Regions from separate parts of the Danio rerio genome. Here regions 1 and 3 are each linked to region 2. Evidence: chromatin contacts called from public Hi-C and HiCAR-type data. All regions are on one chromosome and are shown on one strand. Each heading gives the region's core, a stretch centred on a gene start, on an enhancer-like site or on the middle of the called end of the contact. The rest is flanking DNA. Distances are from core to core; before and after follow the strand shown. Region 1 holds the start of LOC141378567 (protein FAM161A-like). Region 2 overlaps b3gnt2b (UDP-GlcNAc:betaGal beta-1,3-N-acetylglucosaminyltransferase 2b). Region 3 overlaps ehbp1 (EH domain binding protein 1).

Region 1 (4,442 bases), core at 480-2,979, 53 kb before region 2:
AGATTGGATTATGGTCTGATCGTAATTCAAAATCCCTTTGTTACTTTTGAAAAACTGGGTCCAGGGATGTCAAAACTCAGTCCTGGAGGGCCATTGTCCTACTGAGTTTAGCTCCATCTTGCTTCAAAACACCTACCAGGACGTTTCTATTATATCTAGTAAAATCTTGATTAACTGGTTCATGTGTTTTTGATTAGGGTTGGAGCTAAACTCTCCGGGACACCGGCCCTCCAGGATTGAGTTTGGACACCACTGGTAAACTAATAAATTGGTTGTTTTTACAAACTTAACATCTGGATAAAATTTTTAAATGATTTCAAATTAAATCAGAAAATTGACATCCGAGGTTGTTTTTGTCCATATTTGACCCATATAAAGTTGTAAGAACCCACTATTATAGCATTTTAATGCCAAAAATGTTAGCAAATCTGACCTTAATTTAAATAAATCTTAATTTAAAGTCAGTAGACCTGACTCTAGTTTAAATAGTAAATTAGAATGTTTAATTCATTCATTCATTTTCCTTGAGCTTAGTCCCCTTATTCATTAGGAGTCGCCAAAGCGGAATGAACCGCAACCTTATCCAGCATATGTTTCAAATAGCAGATGCCTTTCTAGCAGCCACCCAGTACCCTCTACAAACTCATTCCCACATTTACATACACTACAGCCATTTAGTTTATTCAATTCACCTATACCATATATCTTTGGACTGTAGGGGAAACCGGAGCACCTGGAGCGAACACAGGGAGAACATGCAAACTCCACACAGAAATGCCAACTGACGCAGCTGGGACTCAAACTAGTGACCTTCTTGCTGTGAGGCGACAGTGCTAACCACTGAGTCATCATGTCACCCAATTTGAATTTTAAAAAAGCTGAAATGTTACATTACACTAATGGTACAGTAGTTGACCCATTATTGTTGGTTTGTTCCAACAGCTTAGGTTTGAGTAAATCTCTGACTTTGTAGACTAAAGAGCTAAAAAAGATTTTTAGTTTTGAACCTCCAGTGTCTGTTATGTTACTGTATCCCATTTCAGTAGTGGTAGTACTAGTGGTTCTACACCTTGTGTCCTCAATCTTTCTCAATGTCCATTTTCAGTGATATTTTGTCCCTTGACACCATGTGACTAAAATATGACAAACTCAGTTTCATGTTTTCTAATTACAGTAGCATATCCTCATTCTTTTCTAAACCAGTCACACATCCTTTAGCCTTGTTTCTGGATCATCTTGCTTTTACAAATAGACGACAGTCCAGAATATTCGATTCTGAACTTATCTTACAATATCTTCATCTGCAGTTTATGTCATTTAAAAGTACTGTTTTCATACTGTACAATTTCACATTCATATTTTACATTGTATAAGTCTAAAGATGCAAGATGCATACCTCTGTGTGGTGAACAATATCATTCAGGGAGCATGAATAATCCTTCTCTTCTCCGAACAGAGCCTGAAGTTCACTGGGCTGCAGTCTCTCTGTACGCAGTATCGCTTTCATTGTCCAGATCTGAAGTACAGCACTGCTTTTCTCCTTCCTTTCTCCTTTCGACTCGCTTTGCTCCTCTCACAGGTATGGCACTGCCACACTAGGTTAGGATGCTTTCTCACACCCAGATGTGCCAATCTCAGTTTATCCCTGTGGATAAACCCTAAAAGGTCACGATTTAGAGCCTGGTGCTTGCTGACCATATGTCCTATATCTTCTTTAAACCCCGATTTACACCTTCAGATGTGATTCAAAGTGAACCATCCCAAATAAGATTTAGAGATTAACAGCACTCTTAATTACAGAGGGAATCCAGCATGTGAAGAGGGTTCAGCTGAAGATGCTCTCGCAGTAAACATGCAGTATTTAAAGTGTCAAAAATGAAACATCTGCTATCATATATTCACCTTTCACTTGTTCAAAATCTATTTGAGTTCCTTTCTTCTGTTGAACACGAAAGAAGATATTTTGAAGAATGCTTGTCGCTCGGACTAATTGACTTCCATGGTAAATATTTTGCCTATGGAAGTCAATGCAGCACCAGCATTCTTCAGAGTATCCTCTTGTGTGTTCAACAGAAGAAAAAACTCATAAAGGTTTAAAATCACATGAGATAAATGATAAACTCATTTTTGGGTGAATTATCCCTTTAAAACATACCAAAATACAGTCCCTGAATTGAGATTGTACACAAACCATTATCAAAGAATGTGCTTCTGCAAAGTGAAGCTGCGATGTCATGTGGAAGTCACACGGTGTTATTAATGTGCTAAAGGTAAATGTTAGGTGAAAGGTGGTGTGTGGTTTAGTGGTGGCTGAAGTGTGCTGGCAATGAAAAACATTGATAGTGTCTTGTCATAAAAAATTGTTGACTTCTAAAGGCAGGTGTAGATGATTCATTCATTAGTTTTCTTTTCGCCTTAGTCCCTTTATTAATCAGTAGTCACCACAGCAAAATGAACCTCCAACTTATCCAGCATATGTTTTTCGCAGCGGATGCTCTTCCAGCTGCAACCCAGTACTGGGAAACACCCATACACTCTTGCATTCACTCTATGGCCAATTTAGTTAATTCAATTTACCTATAGTAAAGGAGTGGCCAACCCTGTTCCTGGAGAGCCACCTTCCTGCAGATTTCAGTTGCAGCCCATATCAAACACACCTGCCTGTAATTATCACGTGTTGTTCAGGTCCTAACTAATTGGTTCAGGTGTGTTTGATATGGGTAGCAACTGAAATCTGCAGGAAGGTGGCTCTCCAGGAACAGGGTTGGCCACCCCTGCTATAGTACATGTCTTTGGACTGTGGGGTAAATCTGAGCACCCAGAAGAAACCCACGCAAGAACGGAGAGAACATGCAAACTCCACACACAAATGCCAACTGACCCAGCCGGGGCTTAATCCAGGGACTTTCTTGCTGTAAGGCGATTGTGCTACCCACTGTGCCGCTCCGGTGTAGATGATAAAATATTAAAAGTAATGTTTTTCTTTGCATTTTCTGAGAAATGATTGAAATAAAAGTCATTGACTTCCATAGTATTTTTTTGTTCTAACTATGGGTGGCTATCAATGGCTGCTTTTTAAACATTCTTCAGAATATCTTCTTTTGTGTTCAACAGAGGACAGAAAATGAACAAAATTTTAGAACCACTTGAGTTTATATTTTGCCATGAGTTAGAATATTTTGCCATGAACTATACCTTTAACATTAAAGAAATTATACAAGATTCAGCACCTCAGTACAATTTTTTTGTTCAATTAAAAGTAAAATGAAAATGAACATATCTTTTACACAGATATTTTAAAAATTAATGGATGTAAATAAATTATGTTGATAAATAATATTTAGATGAATATGTACAGTACATTTCTGCTGCAAGCTTTCCATGACAAAATTTCCCTCGAGTTTCTCTCAATAGTAAAACACACAACAAAATGACAGCAGTGAGAAAACAGCAGTGTAGAAAGCATTTGATCACAGCCATATAGCCATGTTTACATAAGCTCTGCAATTTACCAACATCCGTTGATAATATTTTGTAATTATTTTAATTTAGTAAAAACCGAGTAACTTTAATTTTAAAAATAAGTAAATATTTGCCTTAAAAAAAGCAACAAGTTGACTCTTCTTAATAAAAGGCAATTTTATTTTATGCACATGCACTATCGGTCAAATATTTTGGTCAGTAGGATATTTAAATGTTTTAAAATAAGCTTATCCTGCAAACCAAGGATGCATTTATTTCAATTGATTAAAATATTGAGATGTTATTGCACTATAAGATAACTGTTCAAAAGTAGTTTATCATTTATTTTAATCATTTATTCCAATGATTTTAACGAGGAATTTTCAGCTTTATTACTCTAGTCTTTGGAGTTACATTATCCTTATTATTTTTATTATTATTTTTATTATTATATTATAATTTTATTAATAATGTAATAGTAATAAAAGCAGTAATGACTGGAGTAATAATTTAATTTAAAAATACATACGATAAGAAAGCAGTTATTTAAAATTTTTATAAATATTTAACAGTTTTTTTTTTTACATTTAATAAATGTCGCCTTGATGAACAGAACAATTTTCTTAAAATAAATAAATAAATAAATGACCCCAAACTTTTGACGGGTAGTGTAGTTCATTTAGTTAATCAGGTTAACTCACATTTTCTAATAAAGTCAACTAATAATTTGTTCCAGTGTAGGTTCTTGACATTTAAAACCTAAGAAGTTGGTGGAAGTCAAGTGTTTTAATTTAGTCACAAGCTGTTCACACCTTGGCTATAAAAGGTGACTATTACGAAACTATTCTCATATATACTGTGACTCTGTTAAGACTGGGTTCTGGTTGAGATTCTCATGGTAAAGATTTAATCTCACTTGAATCTTTATTTCTCACAGTTGCAACATTTAGTAAGACTGCAAGTTCACTTCTCCTCATTTT
Region 2 (4,550 bases), core at 730-3,229:
ATGTTTACTTGTTTGAAGTCAAATGTAGCTATGCTAGTAGATTCTAACATCTGTCTTATCTTTCTGTTTTGTTTTTGTTTTTGGTCTCTGCTGTTCAGGTGGTGAGACTCGACACCATGCAGGGACCTCGGAGGAAGGTGAAGGTCATGGCGATGATGACAATGGTGTTTCTCTTCATAGTGGTGGAGGTCTCTCGCAATGCTGGGAAGGGCAGCAGCAGTAAAAACAAGTCTCTGGTTCCCTTGAAGCGTTTCTGGGCAAAAGATCTTCCCAGCGACGCCTATTGGAATCGGCAACAGCAGCAGATTAACTACATCAACAACCGCAACCTAGAAAAGCTCAACTACACAATTGATAATCTTCCAGACTGGCTAAACGACACCGTCAGCCTGGACTCATGTGACCCAGACTATAGAGTGACCACCCAAGTGAAGGATTACAACTCTTTACCTGATCGATTCAAGGACTTCCTGCTTTACATGCGCTGCAGGTCCTATCCCATAGTTGTGGACCAACCAAACATATGCAAAAAACAACCGTTCCTTCTCCTAGCCATTAAATCTTTAGTCCCACACTTTGACCGACGTCAAGCTATCCGTGAGTCATGGGGCAAAGTTGGCCGCATTGCGAACAGATCCGTCGTTACGGTGTTTCTTCTGGGAAATGCGGCCACCGAGGACCACTTTCCTGACCTCTCAAAGATGCTCCATCACGAGAGCTCCATTCACAGAGATATCCTTCAGTGGGACTACAGGGACACCTTCTTCAACCTCACTATCAAGGAGGTGCTTTTTCTGGAATGGCTGAGCACGCGCTGTCCTGGAGCCAATTTCATCTTTAAGGGCGATGACGATGTTTTTGTTAACACCATCCACATCATAGACTTCCTAACTAATCTTTCTAATGCCAAAGCAAGGGAACTGTTTGTGGGGGATGTGATTACTAACGCTGGGCCACACAGGGACAAAAAGGTGAAGTATTTTATACCTGAGAGCATGTTTGTTGGAATGTACCCTGCATACGCTGGAGGGGGAGGTTATTTGTTTTCGGGACAGCTGGCGCAGAGACTTCACAACATCTCGAAGTTGGTGCCCCTCTACCCCATTGATGATGTCTACACGGGTATGTGCCTTATGAAAATGGGCCTCGCGCCTGAGAAGCACAAAGGCTTCAGGACGTTTGATATCGAAGAGAAATATCGTGATAATGCCTGTGCCTATAAGAGCTTGATGCTGGTCCATCCCAGAAGTCCTCAGCATATGATCAAAATATGGGCCTGGCTGAATGACCCAGCCTTGAACTGTCAGTGAACAGCTGCTGCTCATAGGTTTTACAGATTAAACAAAACTCAAGGGCGTCTCATATTGAAATGTGATTTTGGAACATTTTCAAAACCAGTTCCAGTGAGTTTAGCATGTGACGCTCATGTGGTTTTTCTACAAGGGATTGGCTGCTTTAAAGGGATAGTCCACTGAAAAATCACAATTCTGTCATTGTTTATTCACTCTCATGTATTTTTAAAACTGTGGGATTGAACTCTCTTGGTTTTTATGAACCAAATTATTATTATTATTATTATTATTATTATTATTATTATTATTATTATTATTATCTGAGATTCAGAGTTGTGTTTGAACCCCGCTGACTTTGTTTATAGATTAAATATTTTCGTGTGTGTTCGTCTGACAACAGTTTGAAATGACATGAGGGCGAGTAAACATTGACAGAATTTTCTTTGTGGTGAGCTCTCCCTTTAATGTTTTACAATTCCATTTATTATTAGCATTCTGATGTACTTCATTTCATGTCAAAGGTCAGAGCCCTAAGCTTGTTGGATGTATATATTTTAATGTGGCTCAGAATTACTGCACACAAGTATTGCAAGGGGTTAACTTTTGGTTGACATTCTGTTAAAAATGTTACAAGTATTTATACAGTGCTCTCTGGTTTGTGTTATCAGAGGTACTAAGCATTGTGGGAAATGTAGTTCAGCTGGTCTGAACATGGCACAAGCAATTCACCACTCACATGAACACTCTGTTGGACATATGTAGAACTTTTTTGTTTTGTTTGTTTTTGTTTTTTTTTCCTACGGGAGAATTGAGATGCATTTAAAGGATCGGATGTTTTATACTTTACTTTTTGTTGCTTTAGGTCATTTATGCAGCCATCACAAGCCTAATCTCTTGGTCTGTACTTGCCGTTTTAGTTCTCTGCAATGTGAATGAACATGCTGCCCTCTTGTTTTGCACACAAACAGCCTAAAAGCAGAGGCGAGTGTGTTTTCAGAGAAATGAAGAGTTTGCTCCTTTTAGAGCCCTGCTAATTGGGACAGCGGTTTCTGAAACCTAAATATTTAGCCTAAATATAGGTTGCCCACACACACTTGGAAATATGTGCTTGTGCACAGACCTTCTTTCTTCTGATTTATTTATTTAATTTGCAGACAATCAATTTCAAGACACAATGGAACTTTTTGTATTAACATTTTACCCAAGGTTGCGTTATTGTCAGCAGAATGTACAAAAATAATTTCTGACAGAAAAACAAAACCGACTAAAAGCTTGTTACTGTCTCTGATCTGATTCTAAACCTTCTCAGGACGTTCCTTAGGGTAAAAATATCAAGGTTGTGATTCAAATAAGAAACATACCTAATGTAGCTTCTTGGCTAAACGCATTCAATTTGACTTTTTCAGTTTTGGATTAATCCTGTTGCTGTAGTGTTTTTGTGCTGTTATTTTCCCCCTTTAAAAAGAGGCCAGGAAGCAGGTCTCGGCTGGATGACTTGATTATTATGTGTTACGATGACCCCTGCTGGGCTGAATGATATTTTTTTTTAAATCAACACTGGACCTCTTTTTTTAAAGTGGTAGCTCACCCAAAAAAATGCACATTACCTCATTTAGTCTCTCTCATTTGCTTTTTAAAACTGTTGAGTTTCTTTCTGTCGAACACAAATGAAGATATTTTGAAGAATGTGGGTTCCTGGCACCCATCAAATGACCATAGAAGAATAGAAGTCAATGGGGGCCAGTAACCAGGATTCTTCAAATTATCTTCTTTTGTGTTCAACAGAAGAATGAAACTCAAATCGCTTTTCAATGAGTGAACTGTGAGTGAGTGATATCATTTAATTTTTTTGGATTAACTATCGCTTTAAGTCTGGGGTACCCAAACTTGGGCCGTTGTCCGGCATAGTTAAGCTCCAACTTGCTTTAACACACCTGCCTTGAAGATTCTAGTATAGGCAGAAAGAGATTGATTAGCTGGTGCAGGTTTAATTGTGGTTGGAACTTAAATATGTAGGACACCGGGTTTGGGCACCCCTGCTTTAAATCCTGTATATGGCCTGTCTGTAGTAGAACAAATGTATATTTCCCTCTCACTTTTGAGTGGGGACTATTTATCAGCTGTTTCTCTTACGAATATAAAGAGGTGTACACCTAGTAATCTTTCTGCTCACGAAATATTCTCTATTTTTCTGCGGTCTGCCTCACCGTGTTTGCTGAACAGTTTAATCAACTTGGTTTATAGAGTTTCAAATCAAATTGTCCACCAAGCTATGGAAAAATGAGGACCATAAGGATGTTTCATATCGTCTCTCTGCTGATGGTCAGAAAGGCACACCGGATGTAGTGTTTGGTGAAAGAAACAAAGTGTTTACATGTGTTCTTAAACAGTGAGAAAAGCTTGTGTTTTCTAGTATATGAATCATGATAGACAGGTTTTTTATACACTGGTATTTACTGTACTCCTGTGAAGTCTACAGGACATTGTTTGTGCTTCTGAGCGAAATAGATGATATTGTTCACAGCTTTAATGTTTGTATACCGGAAGTGTAGTTGAGTTTTTTTTTTTTTTTTTTGCTTCTGCCTTAATGATGCATCATAATTAACTCAAATGTTACAATGTGATGTGTTGGATTAAGTGTGTCTTTAGTGTTGTGCGTGTCTGTGTATTTATGTGGATGTGTAGCTATATAAAGGCTAAGAAGTCAGATCGTGATAATCCAGTTCTAAACAAGAAATAATTGCGGCTTTTTTATTAAATGATTGTTTTGAATTTATGATTTGTTCATTTCTCAGCCATATCTGTCGATTTCTTTAAAATGTAAAGGCGTTCACTTGACTAAATTTTTTAGGAAGATGTTTTGACACCCTTCAAACACTGCAACCAACATGTGCCTTTAATAATTGTGATTGATTGTTTGCCTGTTTGTCTTTCTGTAACTGAAAATGCACATGTATGTTTATTTTGCCTTGCCTCTTTCTGATTTAATTGATCTAATAAATGGACAAACTGATCAGATGTTTATCAAAACAATGTTTAAACTGTCGTACCTCTGGTATTTCCATCTTGTGTTTTTGTTTAAATAGTTATTTTCTCTTTAATTCAGCTTAAAGTGGCATCTTTTGCTAGAACCATTGGAAAAGGTACAATATTAATATTTGTGATCTAAACATTTGAGATAAAAATTGTAATAATTTAGATCAAATAGAAAATATTCACATTTAATGTTTTTATTTTAGAAAATGACATTTGGTCAAA
Region 3 (4,374 bases), core at 570-3,069, 55 kb after region 2:
GAGTTTGTTTTTCAAACTTGCGGAGTCTTAACTTAAGGAAATGATGCAAGATTAAACTTTGTGCACTTAATATTGAGGAAAAAGCCCCAATCTGATGTCTTCATTTTCCGCCATCCACACTGACACGAAACAGCAGCATTTTAAAGCCAAAACGACCTCTTCAGCACTTCCAAAAAGCTCCATTTTTAAAACTTAACTTACTTTTACAAGTAAAGTATATTAGTGTAAACAGGGCTTTAGTCAAAGTTTTAATATAATATTTTGAGGATCTATGCAACATTTTTGGGAGAGTTTGTTTTCCTAATTAACAGATAGAAATTGGGAAATCTCAAATGTAATAGCACAGACTTTTTTTTATTAAAAAACTATACTCTATTTGAAGGTTGCACAATATATAATTTTAGCATCAATATCACATTGTGTGCATCTGCAATAGTCACATCACAGGATCTGCAATGCTGAATTAAGATTATAGTTGACCAAGAATCATTGAAGATTTTTACCATAATGGAGAAAAAATTGATTATTTACCTGTGTTTTTACAGCCTAAGACTGTTTGGGCTTATTAAGAGAGTTTAAATGTTACAGGCACAAGAAATTGTACCATTTTTAACTTTTAAAAAAAACATTTTTAAGTTCTTTATTATTGATCTATTTATACAATGAAGTCAATGCATTGCTATTTTATATTTGATTATTTAATTTCTCTACCTGAATTTTTACCGATTTAGAGATATTTAAGTCATTTATTGTATTTAAAGTCATTTAAATTGTATTTATATTCAATGTATATTGCAGAAAAACAAAACATTGCAATGTTAGATTTTATACATATACATATAAAGGAAAGTAATTACTTATGTTAGGATAAAATGTTGAAAACAGAAGTACAATCTTTTCATTTTGGTTGAATGCTTTGTACTGTAAAATACAGAATGTTAGCACTTGGATGAAACTAACTTGATGTGAATCTTATCAATTGCTTCACTTAAACATACAGTATTGTCACAATATCCCAATATCTCAGTTCCTGTTCTTAAATTAACATACTTTCAGCCAACAAGGCTTATTTTAATGTTTTATACTGGGAAAATATATTTGTTTACATTTTTATTAAATTTCTCTGTAGTTGTTTTTTTTATATCCATTTCATCATATTTTATTATCATTTATTTTGTAGTCTCACAGCTGGCAGCCTGGCATCAAGAATCCCTATAGAGGAGTGGTGGTGTGGCCTGTTCCAGAGAATATCGAGATCACTGTCACCTTATTTAAGGTAAACACACACACACACACACACACACACACACACACACACACACACACACACACATACACACACACACACACACATACACACACACACACACACACACACACTTTCGCATGTTAGGGGCCTATAGCTGGTAGGCCTAAACATTACTGGGGCAAGCTGAAATGGTTGGCTGTATTCCAGAAGCTGATTGGTTGGGGTCTGCTGGTGTCTAGACGTCCAGATTCCTCTCTGATTTAACTGCCATTCCAAGATTTTAACTCCCCTCTCAAATGTGTGGAGCTGAAACTGACACTGCAGCAGAAAGTGCTCGCTTGATATTTTAGTCTTTTTGAAATGCCAGTTAGCAGTTTTTTACGTCTGCCATGAAAGAAGTGAGACCTTACATCCTGATTTGTCAGACCCAGATGCAGCCACACAGGGACTGTGTTTATCTAAAATGGAAAGAGAAAGTGGTTTGTAGATCTGAGGTTTCTAATGATGACAGCATTTTAAAAGCAATTTATTTGCTCTTTTTCTAGTATATCATGTTAATTCTTTATGGTTTGGTTACACTTTTTTTTTAATATTCTGTTAAAAAAATATCTAAGAGATATAGAATAACTCATGATGAGATTCTGACTGTAAATAAATTATAGTTAAAGTGGCCCTAAAAGCAATAGTTTGTTTTTAAAGGGTGTCTAAAGGGTTTGCTTCAAACAACTGGACAGAACATAACTCGATCATTTCAAAGTAATTCAAGTCATTTCAGTGCGTGCGTGCGTGCGTGCGTGCGTGCGTGCGTGTGTCTGTCTGTCTGTCTGTCTGTCTTTCTGTCTGTCAGACAGACAGACAGACAGACAGACAGACAGACAGAGAGCGTGTGCATCCGCCATGGTGCTGTGTCCCTTATTACAGTTGTCTGTAGTGTTCACCTTGTTGTTTTTTGAGAGGCATACTGAACTGCTATACATTTTACATTTTTTCTTGGCCCAATAGACCCATGTACCTGCTATGTGTATTTAAATAATGTTGATATGAGATGTGACACAATCGGTAGGTGTCAAATATATTTGAGTGCATACATTTGTAAGTCAGTGCCTCACCAGCCACAAACCTCACCGCACGTCACTGACACACACACACACACATGCACACGCTTACATTACGAGCTTGCGCTGACAGGCTGACCTGGTGTTGAATATCCTCTAACAGTCTCCACATTGTTTACAAAGGTCACACACACAAAGTGCTTGTCCAAACATTTTTCTTATCAGCCTTGTCCCCACAGCACACTGTCTTGTAAAACTACATCTCCCAGAGTACATTGCAGTGGGTCAGTTTGGCATTCAAGAGTCCATCAATGTTTCATTTGTGTACCAGCAAACAATCAGTCAGCTGACCATGACCATTCTAGAAGAGCTGCTCACTTGAGCCTAAATGAATATGTGCATATTTAGCTGAACAATAAACATGTTTGAACTCTGAAATAAACTCAGATTATTCGAGGAAAGTGTCTCTTTGTCTTATTCTATTCTGTGACAGAATTAGTCAGTTTGACAGATATATCCAGATCAAGTCATTTATGGCAACGTCTCCACATCCCTCATGTTTTCCATAGTATTTCCTTAAGGAAAAGTGGATGATGTTTTGTTCTGTAATATTGATGTGTAGAGGAAGACATGTGAAGTGCTTCCAGTAGATAAAAAGACGCTAGACGGGCTTTTTATGCTGAGACTGTATTTAATGAGCTTCCTCTTTCAGTTTTTGTGTCATCTAATTGATTTCTGTCTTCTGTTTTTCAGGATCCTCATGCTGAGGAGTTTGAAGATAAAGAGTGGACCTTTGTCATTGAAAATGTGAGTACTTAAAGTATGCTTTTATGTTTCTGTTGAACTCTGCAATGTGCCGCCTGACACCTAGTGGTCGGATGGAGTAATCACACCAGTGCTAATGAAGAATGATTTGATGCTGAAGGTGTTTGACACTATATGACTCTTTGTTTCTGGTTATTTTAAGCATTTGTGTGCTTTATGGTTTCACAGATGACTAAAAGCAGCTCTTTTTGTGGTGCTTCAAGCTTGCCTGAGCTGCGCTGCTCGGTAGTTGGATTTGGATTTCAGTTGGTCTTTTTTTTTTTATTTTATTTTTTTATATGAAACGGATTTTAATATTGTTTCATCACCCAGCCAAGTGTTTTTTCATCTAGTTTTTCATTGATTGGTGTAGTGCTGCAGAAAATATTGTTTCAGTCATATCATGTGCAATAGCCACATCGCAGGATCTGTAATGTTAAATTGGAGTTATCATAACCAGACACCACAGATTAGGGGGAGGACACATGAGATTTGTGCACTCATTGCTATTTTAATTCTATATAGAATAAAAACTTTTCCTTCAGATGTGTTTTAAGGCCTGTAAAAGATTTCAAGTGAATTTAAACCATTTAGGCACACAAAAATATAAAGTCTGTAGCTTTAACATTGATTAATTGTTTTTAATTATTTTTACAGCAAAGACTATACAATGTTATTCCATATTTATTATTTATTTTTCTGTACCTGGATACTGTTAAACCACAGAAAACCCATAAAGCACTGTTTATTTCACTTTTATCTGTGCTCTATTGTATTTATGTATGCTTTTGATTTGTTTATAATATTTTATGCAGATGCACTCTATTACAAAATAATCCTAATCAATCTAAACTAATGAATTCTTTCCAAATAGAGCTTTTCAAATCATCGGGTGAAATATTTTTTTTAGAAGAACATAATACCACAAGTCAGATTTTTCCAATATCATTCAGCCCTATTTGCAAGTGTTTATCTTAGCAATAATTTATGTTTTCAACCTTTTTAGAGTGCAGATTTTCTTTATAGGGAGATTGTCTAAATGCCTAAACATAGCAGTGTTTGGCATCTGGTTGGCTAATTATCTTGTGGCTTGTCAAACCATTCTTTTAGGAAACCGGAATAAGCAAACCCTTGTGTCATGTACTACTTTTAGCTGTTTGTTCTTTTATACTTTTGGAGAATAGACCTTCTTGTGGCTGGAATTTCTTTGCATGTGTTTAATAAAGACAAACACAGGCCTCTGAATAAAACAGACTCAAAACTCAA

Evidence for each region. Hi-C and Micro-C count contacts between places; a contact is called where the count stands out from the background. HiCAR-type assays count read pairs that join an accessible place to other places.
Region 1: a HiCAR-type map of caudal fin shows a contact between it and region 2, with 10 times the contacts expected there. The contact joins the promoter of LOC141378567 here to the enhancer-like site in region 2. A contact is called at or near these places in 8 of 18 Hi-C or Micro-C datasets (caudal fin, embryo, gastrula embryo and 2 more) and 1 of 4 datasets of contacts at active chromatin or transcription factors (caudal fin).
Region 3: a contact with region 2 is called in a Hi-C map of skeletal muscle, with 3 times the contacts expected there. The contact joins two enhancer-like sites. A contact is called at or near these places in 7 of 18 Hi-C or Micro-C datasets (caudal fin, embryo, fibroblasts and 3 more) and 1 of 4 datasets of contacts at active chromatin or transcription factors (caudal fin).

What each region holds. Positions count from the first base shown.
Region 1 is chr17:25,375,878-25,380,319 of GRCz12tu, forward strand. It overlaps LOC141378567 (protein FAM161A-like), which reads right to left and starts at 1,730. Exons shown (of 4, transcript XM_073928525.1): 1 at 1,397-1,730. The coding sequence starts at 1,507.
Region 2 is chr17:25,429,117-25,433,666 of GRCz12tu, forward strand. It overlaps b3gnt2b (UDP-GlcNAc:betaGal beta-1,3-N-acetylglucosaminyltransferase 2b), which reads left to right. Exons shown (of 4, transcript NM_205752.2): 3 at 99-1,559; 4 at 1,587-2,882. The coding sequence starts at 117. The coding sequence ends at 1,310. Among named protein-coding and RNA genes, the nearest start is that of b3gnt2b, 16 kb to the left of the region's middle. Within about 2 kb of position 1,980, at least 8 of the 62 cell types and tissues checked have an H3K27ac peak or open chromatin away from gene starts, as enhancers often do. A contact at or near this core is called in caudal fin and skeletal muscle, where this site is marked.
Region 3 is chr17:25,484,007-25,488,380 of GRCz12tu, forward strand. It overlaps ehbp1 (EH domain binding protein 1), which reads left to right. Exons shown (of 24, transcript XM_073928528.1): 4 at 1,181-1,276; 5 at 3,058-3,111. Among named protein-coding and RNA genes, the nearest start is that of ehbp1, 27 kb to the left of the region's middle. Within about 2 kb of position 1,820, at least 16 of the 62 cell types and tissues checked have an H3K27ac peak or open chromatin away from gene starts, as enhancers often do. A contact at or near this core is called in caudal fin and skeletal muscle, where this site is marked.